Regions from separate parts of the Mus musculus genome. Here regions 1 and 2 are each linked to region 3. A link is a contact called in public Hi-C and HiChIP or PLAC-seq data. All regions are on one chromosome and are shown on one strand. Each heading gives the region's core, a stretch centred on a gene start, on an enhancer-like site or on the middle of the called end of the contact. The rest is flanking DNA. Distances are from core to core; before and after follow the strand shown. Region 1 has its middle 43 kb from the start of Sfrp1. Region 2 has its middle 44 kb from the start of Gm30370. Region 3 holds the start of Sfrp1 (secreted frizzled-related protein 1).

Region 1 (2,952 bases), core at 227-2,726, 43 kb after region 3:
ACAGTCAGGTCCGATGTTAGTCAGGACAAGACATCCATGTTTGTTTTCATTAGCAGATGGGAAGGAAAGGATGCCTCTCCCCAGGTCAGGAACTAACATCAGTTTGGCTGTACCACGACTCCATGAAGGAAGAGGGTGACTGGTGTGTTGAAGGCTGGCTCCTAGCCGGAATCTTCCGTCCTAGGCCTTCCTTACTGTGACTCCTTCTTTGTCCTGAGTCCCGCCCCCCCCCCCCCCGGGGCACTTCTCTCCCTCCTACCTGCTCATTTCTGGGGTCCTCAGGCTGAACTGCCAGTTGGGTCCCCAGCAGGTACTCATCTCATCCGCATCTGATGTCTACTCCTCCCTGCCTGATGGAGGCGAGGGAGTTTGTGCAAGAGAAGTAGACTCAGCCATAGCGGGTGGGTTCAGCTTCTAAATAAAGGTAAGGAGAACACACACAGTCACCCTTGGGACCCTTGGCTTAGAGACAGGCCACAGCTTCCCCCGGCCAGAACATCCTACCCTTTCTTTGCTCCAGAGAAAAAGCTGCTCTGCCTTTTAACTCTCTGATACCCTGAAGTGACCATCGTCACCTGTTTCTTCTCCTGTAATTGCTGGTTTCCTACTGAAATTTCCACATCAGACCATTCCGTAGGCTTTGTGTGTGTGTGTGGAGGGGGGCTTGCTCTGCTCTGCCTGGCCATTGGCATCCTTGCTGTGGATTGCCGTGGGCTGCTGGGGTTTATCACGTGCACCTTCTGCTGCAAGCCTGCAGGGTTAAGGGCCTTGAGGGAACCACTCCTGGTTGCTGAGCCAAACATCAGGACAAGGGAGGCTTGACAAGGGTCTGGCCTGCTTCCTGATTTTGGATTAGGCCAAATTTGGAGTGTGTTGTACACCCCCACCCTCAAGTATTTGAGAGGAAATGTGACCCTTGTGTTTCTGATTCATGTGCACTTAACTCATTAAAATGCTGATTTACAGACGGTGGCGATGTCCAAACTAATCTCTGGGGCCTCATTTTCTAGCCTTTTCTTTTCTTTTCTTTTCTTTTCTTTTCTTTTCTTTTCTTTTCTTTTCTTTTCTTTCCTTTCCTTTCCTTTCCTTTCCTTTCCTTTTCTTTTCTTTTCTTTTCTTTTCTTTTCTTTTCTTCTTTTCTCCTCTCCTCTCCTCTCCTCTCCTCTCCTCTCCTCTCCTCTCCTCTCCTCTCCTCTCCTCTCCTCTCCTCTCCTCTCCTCTCCTCTCTTCTCTTCTCTTCTCTTCTCTTCTCTCTTCTCCTTCCCTCTCTCTCCTTCTCTCGCCCTTTCTCTCTCCCCCTTTCTCTCCCTTTTTTGCCTTTTGTTTTTCTTGTTGTGAAAGGCTAGGTGGAAAGAAGAAATCAAGATTTTGCTTCCCAGCTGGGGCAGTTGCATTCCATCTGTATTGGAACTTGGGCCTGGAAGGCAAGGACAGGAACTTCGACCTTGGAATTGATTGGGTTCTCCGCTGAAGGAGACCTAATCAGAACCACCTGGTGTTCTTCAAGGCCCAGTCGTTGTCCAGGCTGTAGGAAGCATTTGAACTTGACCTGTGCTGAAAATGAGCCAGGCTACATGAAAAAAGGAAGGCCCGTGTCCACTTTCCGGAATGAATGTAGGTCTTGAGAGCATGCAGATTCTGCAATAAACACGCCAAGCCCAGCTTGGCTGCCCTGCAGCTAAGATCTCATCAGCTTCTCCCATGAGCACCGCTTTCCTCCTGGGATCTTAGGGTGCATTTGCTTGCATGGTGCATATGAAACTTGTTTGCAATGGGAACAGTGGTAGATCATAAATTGAGCAGCTAAATTCTTTAGGGAGTCTTGGGATTTTTGCCCCATTTCTCATTTTTATTTTTAAGGAGGAGAATGTTAGGGGAGGAAAAAAAGCCCTATACTAGAGTAAGAAGAACGGGTCTCTTATTATTATGAGTGGGTGGTATCAGGGTGTGTGTGTGTGGGGGGGAGCATCAGGGCATGTGTGTATGTATGGGTGGGTATGTGGTAATATCAGGGTGTGTTTGGGTGTGTGTTGTGTGTGTGTGATCAGAACATGTGTGAATGTGTGAGGGTGGATGGGTGGTGATATCAGAGTATGTGTACATGTATGTGTGTGTGTATGTGTTCATGTGTGTGATCAGAACATGTGTGAGGGTATATGGGTGGTAGTATCAGAGTGTGTGTGTGTGTGTGTGTGTGTGTGAAGCATCATGGCATTTGTGTGTGGTGGGTGAGTGATAGTATCAGAGTATGAGTATATTGGTATCAGGATTTGTATATGACATCAAAATGTGTGTGTGTGTGTGTGTGTGGTAGTATCAGTATGTTTTGTGGCATCAGTGTGTATGTGTGTGTGTGTGAAAAAGAGAGAGAGAGAGAGAGAGGAAGAAGGAGGAGGAGGAGGGGAAGGGGAAGGAAGGGGAAGGGGAAGAGGGGGAAGGGGAAGGGGAAGGAAGGAGAAGGGGAAGGGGAAGGAAGGGGAAGGAAGGGGAAGGAGAAGGAGAAAAGGAGAAGAAGAAGAAGAAGAAGAAGAAGAAGAAGAAGAAGAAGAAGAAGAAGAAGAAGAAGAAGAAGAAGAAGAAGAAGAAATAGTAGTAGTATCAGGGTATTTGTGTAGTATCAGAGCCCTGTTGGTATCAATGTGTTTGTTTGTGTGTGTGTGTGGGGGGGGGAGTGTGTGTATGCAGTAGTATCAAGGTGTTTGTGTGTGACATCAGAGCTTGTGTTGGTATCAGTGTGTGTGTGTGTGTGTGTGTGTGTGTGTGTGTGTGTATGTGTGTGTGTGTCTGTGTGTGTGTGTGAGAGAGAGAGAGAGAGAGAGAGAGAGAGAGAGAGAGAGAGAGGGGTTTCTATTGCTATGATAAAACACTGATCAATGTAATTTAGGGAGGAAAAGTTTTATACCATCTTACAGCCTATAATAAGTTCAACACTGAGGGACACAGGGCAGGAAC
Region 2 (3,162 bases), core at 496-2,995, 51 kb before region 3:
TTCCTGTCCATTAGGTGACACTTCCCTAATTTCTCACTGGGAGATTCTAGAGTATATAGAAGATGGATGGTTAATGGATGTAGAGACTCCATCTGTGCGGCTATGGAGAAGTCACCATCTACATTGTTGTAGCTTTGGGATAACCCATGAACCCAAAGCACGACAAACTCACAAGTTTCCCAAGTGTACCTTTATCTCTCCACCATCCTTGGTCCACCAGCCATAAGACAAGAGATGAAAACTGGAGGGATACAAACAAGAAAAGAAAAGAAAACCCAACAATTTCTGTCTGCAGACAACATGATATTACACACAAGAGGTTCCAGAATCCCACCAGAAAAATTCTAGATACTATCAACAGTTTTATCAAAGTGTCAGGACACAGGATCAACGTAGAAAAAGCCATAGATTTTCTACACACCGACAACAAACATCATGGGAAAAATAATGGACACGCTTGCATTCACAGACAGCATCAAAGAAAGTAAAAATATCTAGGAATAAACCTAACCAAGGATGTGAAAGACATCTATGGTGGAAACTTCAAAACTCTGAATTAAGAGATTCAGGAAGAATGGCAAGATATACAATGCAAATGGACTGACAATATTATGGAAGTGACTACTCTACCAGACGCTCTTTTCAGATTCAATGCAATTCTAATTAAAACTCCCAACTCATTCTTCATAGAAATGAGGGGAAAACTACCCCAAAACTCATCTGGAAGCACAAAAGGCCCTGATAGCCAAAAGCAAAAATAACAGAGCAAAGGGGAATTATCATTCCATATTTTAAGCTATGTTAAAAAAAAAAAAAAAAAAAAACCTCAAACTACAACAATAACCACAACCAATGATACTGACATAAAAACAGACATGACAGCAATCTATGGGACAAAGCAAAGACCCACACATGAGTACATATAACTACAGCCATTTCATTTTTAAAAAAGAAAGATGGATACCCATAAGCAGAAGAATGAAATTAGACTCCTATCTGTCACCGTGCATAAAAAAAAACGAACTCGAAAACTCCAAGTGAGTCAAAGACCTAAATCCGAAACCTGAAAACACCGAAACTTCTAGAAGAAAACATAGTGTCTTAGTTAGGGTTTTATTGCTGTGAAGAGACACCATGACCACAGCAACTCTTACAAAGGAAAGCATTTAATTGGGTCTTGCTTACAGTTTCAGAGGTTTAGTTCGTTAGTATGGTGGGGAACATGGTCACGTAAAGGCAGTCATGGTACTGGAAACGTAGCTGAGAACTCTATCTGGAGCTACAGGCAGCAAGGGGTGCGGGGGAGGTTGCCTTACTGAGAAGGAGGAACTGGCCCAGGTTAACCCAGGTTGCCCCCAGTTTCTGGGGCTATCCTTAAGCTAACCTGTTGCATATGACTCAATTCTGTTTCCCTTCTTTGTAGCGACAGTTACTTTTATATCTTTATTTAAGACAGGAACCGATACAGTTCTCAGATAACTACTCTGTATCCCACCAAGCACCAGAGCAAGGAAGCAAGCAAACCTTTAGCTAGAGATAAGAAACGTGTGCTATGAGGTGTTTTTCTTGTGCTAACGATTGTGAATGGCCGGTCACAGCCCCATACCGAAGCCTGTCTAGAAAGGAAGGAAGGTTTGGCACAGCCTGCTACCTTGCTCTCTGAGAAGCGACTCCTCCGGACTGTGACCAGGGCCCATCAGTGGGCTTTTGTTGCTGTTTCTCAGGGCTCAGCCTATTGAAGGAGCATGGGACACCGGCCATCCTGTGTGTTCCCCAAGACAAGACCCTCAGGGAGCGCTGGAGTGTTGCGGAGGGCTCCTAACACGTTCATTTCATAAATTTAACTACTTATCTTGACAGTTGAACCTTGCTCAGGTGAATTACTGAAGTCTCTATAAAAATCTTACCTATTTCCTTCCCATAGGTTGTGAATTCAGAAGTTTGAGTTATAGTGATTTTTTTTCTCTAAAAATAAAAACAATGTTTAAAAAACCACTTTTATCCGTAAAGAGTTGTTTTTTTTTTTTTTTTTTTTTTTTTTTTTTTTTTTTTTTGTAACCAATAATAGTTTTCAGGCTCTCCCTGATTAGCTGATGAGACCTCGGCCCAATTAACTAAGGCAAGCTACTGAGTGCGTGATTGCCTTTCAGAATCGCGGAGGCGCTTTAAAGCGAAGTGTTCAATGGCACAGTTCAGCCTGACCCACAGATCCTTACAGCAACCGTTATTTTTGGCTGGGGCATGTGCTGTGCTATCTCCCAGGCCGGGATGGCAGGCTATTCAGGCCCCCTTTCCTATTTGCATGTCTATCAGGGGTCTTTCACAGCCCAGGGCCCCAACTAGGGCTCTGGCAAAGGCTGCTTTGTTCTTCAGAACCGCCCCAATCAGGCTCAGCCCTCTCTGCCAGGGAGGTTCTAAAATACCTGTTAGTTTCCTCGGAATCCTGAGTTTTGCTTTCACTGCAAGCAGGCCTGAGGCTCCATGGCCCAGGCTGTTGCTGAGAAATGCTTTTGATGGAGTCCCTAGCGGTCCAGCAGCAGGCATCAGGAGTGGCCTTTCCTCTCTAAGACTGCAGGAGATTGGATCCCCACAGGACACGACATGGATTTGCTTCTTTCTCTTTTCAGAAGTTAAAAGGTTTTCTGAGGTTAAGAGCAAGTAGTATTTATATATTTAGAAATACATACATATGAAAAGGAGACAACGATGTAATTGTATTTTATTTAAAAAAAAAAAAAGGAAATCTCAGAAGAGATTTGGCCACAGCTTGCCCCCCTTTGTTGTTAATAAGTTAAAAATTAAAGACATATTTGGACAGTAACAACAACAAAAAGAGAGAAATTACATAGACAATATTTTAAAAGCCAACGTTACAGATTTGACCATTACGAAAAATCTTCATGTCCAGAGTAATTAGTTAAACTCTACTTCAATAGCTCAGTGGGAGAGCCTTTGCCCAGCGAGCACAAGGCCCTGGATTTGAACTCCTGCAGTGCAGCAAAGCAAACAAACAGCTCCCAGGAAAACCTCAGACAAAACAAAGACAAAAACAACCAACAACTAAAAGCTAGCATCTACTTCAAATGTTTCCTCCACAATCTGACAGCCCAAGTCCACCAGCCAAGGGGTTGGGCAACGATGTATCTGATCCCCAAGTTTGCT
Region 3 (3,301 bases), core at 40-2,539:
GATCCCCGCATCTTTGCAAGTTCCGGAGCTTTTACTCGGAAAGGAGAAATTGGGTCTATTGAGTGGAAAGCAAGACTCCCCAGAGCTTTATAAACCAGCCGCCTGGGCCAGCGGCATCTCCCACTGTGTTGGGCTTTGCAACTAGGAGTGGCGACCCATTTGCCACCCAGTACCGCAACACACTGCATCCTCTGCTGCCCCTCCACCCACTATGAAGAACACAGAATGAGGTGATCCAGAGAACTTCTCCGGCTGCTTGTGCGGTCTCCTCTCTACTCTAGATCCCACCCCTAGCTCTCTGAATGTAAGGGGAGTATTTGGAACACTCAAGCAATTCCCAGGAAGTGAGTAGTGGGTGTGTGTGGTCAGGGGTGGGGGAGGCTAGAGGACGACTTAGTTATTCTTTCTTGCCTGGCTTCTGCCTTATGCGGGAGGGGGTGACACACCTTTGGTTTTTGACCTCTGAATTAGCATGTGTATCTTGAGTTGGTATCCACCCACCCAGTACTGCTGGTATTTTTAGTGCTTTGGCTTTCTAATCCACAAACGCGTCTGTGTGTGTGTGTGTGTGTGTGTGTGTGTGTGTGTGTAAGTTTGTGCACATATGTGTTGTCTGCAGAGCTGAGACTTGAGTAGGGTCTTAAAAACATCGTTTAAAAACGTCAACTGTCCTTGGGAGCTAATACCCACATGATCAGTGCTCTTCTCCGCAGTGAGCCCCTTTCCCGTTCTACCTTCGGTCACCTGGAACACAGCCACAAACACCACCTTCTCTTAGTCTTTGCAAAAGCCCAGACTCCCCGGGAATTTAAAAGAGCTCCCTAAATTCAGCCTGCCCATCCGAGCAGCTGGGAAGCAGCTAAGATTAAAACCGTGGAGCGAAGGGCTGCTGGTCTGTTGCGTTGTTCCTTGGAACTAGGAAAAGAAGTAGAAAAAAGTCTTCACAACTGCATCAATTTGCAAGTATTATGAAGAGTCCTTTTTTTTTTTTTTAAACAAACCGACTCACTCTAATTACAGCGTCCAACTCCGACTCCACCCACCCCGCACTTCTAACTACTCTCTCCCTTTTGCTTTTGCCTCCTTCGAAAGTACTTGCTTAGTTTTTGGTTTTGCTTTTTAAGGGGTGTTGACCTGGGTCTAGTTCTAGTAAACCGATCCTTCTGGCCGGCGCGGCGATTGGTTAACTGCGCGGCTGACTGACGCGGTGTGGAGAGCGGCTCCCGGCAGCGCGGAGCTGATTGGCTGCGCGCGGGGAGATCCAGGGCTCGGCCACCCGCACACCGCGCATTCGAGCTGCAGCGTCGCAAGTAGGTGCAGCAGCCCGCAGCCCGCCGCGCCTCTGCGAGCCGGGACAGCACTCGGCCCCGCGCGCTCCCCGCCCCGCGCCAGCCCCGCCGCGGCGACCTGCTGCAGCGGAGGACCCCATCGATCGGAGACCCGGGGAGCAGCGCGCAGCCGCCGAGCCGGACGGGGCCCGGCACTGCGCCTTTGTCCCCGGAGGCTCCGGGAAGTTTGCAGCGGGACGCGCGCGTGAAGGCAGCGTGGGCAGCCCCGACGTCGCCGAGCAACATGGGCGTCGGGCGCAGCGCGCGGGGTCGCGGCGGGGCCGCCTCGGGAGTGCTGCTGGCGTTGGCCGCCGCTCTGCTGGCCGCGGGTTCGGCCAGCGAGTACGACTACGTGAGCTTCCAGTCCGACATCGGCTCGTATCAGAGCGGGCGCTTCTACACCAAGCCCCCGCAGTGCGTGGACATCCCGGTGGACCTGAGGCTGTGCCACAACGTGGGCTACAAGAAGATGGTGCTGCCCAACCTGCTGGAGCACGAGACCATGGCAGAGGTGAAGCAGCAGGCCAGCAGCTGGGTGCCGCTGCTCAACAAGAACTGCCACATGGGCACCCAGGTCTTCCTCTGTTCGCTCTTCGCGCCCGTCTGTCTGGACCGGCCCATCTACCCGTGTCGCTGGCTCTGCGAGGCCGTGCGCGACTCGTGCGAGCCGGTCATGCAGTTCTTCGGCTTCTACTGGCCCGAGATGCTCAAATGTGACAAGTTCCCCGAGGGCGACGTCTGCATCGCCATGACCCCGCCCAATACCACGGAAGCCTCTAAGCCCCAAGGTAAGGGTATGCCTTCCCACGCCCGCGAACCCCCGCGCCCATCCGCACTGGCCCAGGGCTGTAGAGGGGGAAAGCTCAGGAGCCGCGCACCGCAACCCGCAAGGTGTGCAGACCCGATCCCTAAAGCTTCTGGGAGGCCCAGGCATCGCTTGGCGCTTCTCCCGCTCCAGGTACTCCCTGATGGCTGGTGAGCCTCGGCCGTGGGGGGGGGGGGGTTGGGGGGGGCGAGGGGAGACCTGGAGCTGCTCTTCCTAAGCTCCAGTCTGGCGTTTTCCATACCTGAAAGAAAGCAAAGCTTAGGTTTTAAATAAAAGGACGTCTATCTCTTCAGAGAGAGTGCGGTGTCCTGTTCCAAAACTGTTAACATCCGAGACAGACACTGCTCCCTTGGAAAACCACTCGCTCAAACTACAACAACAAACAAACAACCCCAAACGTAAGACGGAGGGATTTATTTTCATAAGTTTGTAATTTTTTTCTCTAAAAACAAAACCATCAACAAGAAATCCTCTTTGCTCAGCTTATCTTCCAGTCGTGTTGCAGATCTGGAAGAGGAAAGAAGTTTAGAAAGCGCAACTTCTCTTTCTTCCCCTCTAAATTCAGGCAGCAACCTTGAGTTTAGCAAACCAAGGGGGATGCAAAAACCTCTGGTGCCCCAGCCTTGCTTACCCCCTGCTTCTCTCCTTCACACAAATCCTTGGGTAATTAGAAAGATAAAAATGTAATTAGCTCATTGTTTATCTCCTCCTGGAAGGGTGAGGACCTGCAAATTGGGTGCTGCAAATACTGAACCCTGGGGGGCCCGAATTTCTCTTGGGAACCCTGTATTTAAAGGGAAATTTTCATGTGAGAGGGAAAAAGAAAATCTGGAGACTCAAACAAAATCAAACTAGAAACACACACAGAACTCATAGCTGCACCACAGCATGCTGGTGGTATGAATCCTGACTGTGTTCATTCCTGTGAGGCGAGCCTTAGGAGTATATAACATATATTCTTGTCCAGTGGCCCTTGTCACAGAAGTGGGCACCTCCTGGCCATTTCTGAAGGGGAGACTTTACTTATCTTCGAGTGTTGAGTGTCTTGGCTTTCTGAAGCAGGGTCTTAGTCTCTTGGTGTTCAGCCCAGGCTGGTCTTGAACACAAATTCCTCCTGTTTCAGGCTCCTCAGTTCTAGGGTTACAGG

What was found. Hi-C and Micro-C count contacts between places; a contact is called where the count stands out from the background. HiChIP or PLAC-seq counts read pairs in DNA pulled down with a chosen protein or histone mark.
Region 1: a contact with region 3 is called in a Hi-C map of uterus, with 1.6 times the contacts expected there. The contact joins the enhancer-like site here to the promoter of Sfrp1 in region 3. A contact is called at or near these places in 2 of 484 Hi-C or Micro-C datasets (both in uterus) and 2 of 115 datasets of contacts at active chromatin or transcription factors (both in embryonic stem cells).
Region 2: an H3K27ac HiChIP or PLAC-seq map of embryonic stem cells shows a contact between it and region 3, with 6 read pairs. The contact joins the enhancer-like site here to the promoter of Sfrp1 in region 3. A contact is called at or near these places in 1 of 39 promoter capture datasets (cancer-associated fibroblasts), 23 of 484 Hi-C or Micro-C datasets (the HL-1 cell line, adipose-derived mesenchymal stem cells, embryonic fibroblasts and 7 more), 12 of 115 datasets of contacts at active chromatin or transcription factors (cardiomyocytes, craniofacial prominence, embryonic forebrain and 2 more) and 3 of 9 other capture datasets (adipose tissue, embryonic stem cells and liver).

The regions. Positions count from the first base shown.
Region 1 is chr8:23,453,460-23,456,411 of GRCm38.p6, forward strand. No RefSeq gene overlaps it. Among named protein-coding and RNA genes, the nearest start is that of Sfrp1, 43 kb to the left of the region's middle. Within about 2 kb of position 1,477, at least 20 of the 459 cell types and tissues checked have an H3K27ac peak or open chromatin away from gene starts, as enhancers often do. A contact at or near this core is called in uterus, where this site is marked.
Region 2 is chr8:23,358,701-23,361,862 of GRCm38.p6, forward strand. No RefSeq gene overlaps it. Among named protein-coding and RNA genes, the nearest start is that of Gm30370, 44 kb to the right of the region's middle. Within about 2 kb of position 1,746, at least 40 of the 459 cell types and tissues checked have an H3K27ac peak or open chromatin away from gene starts, as enhancers often do. A contact at or near this core is called in embryonic forebrain, embryonic stem cells and neural progenitor cells, where this site is marked.
Region 3 is chr8:23,410,213-23,413,513 of GRCm38.p6, forward strand. Sfrp1 (secreted frizzled-related protein 1) reads left to right here and starts at 1,290. Exons shown (of 3, transcript NM_013834.3): 1 at 1,290-2,116. The coding sequence starts at 1,573.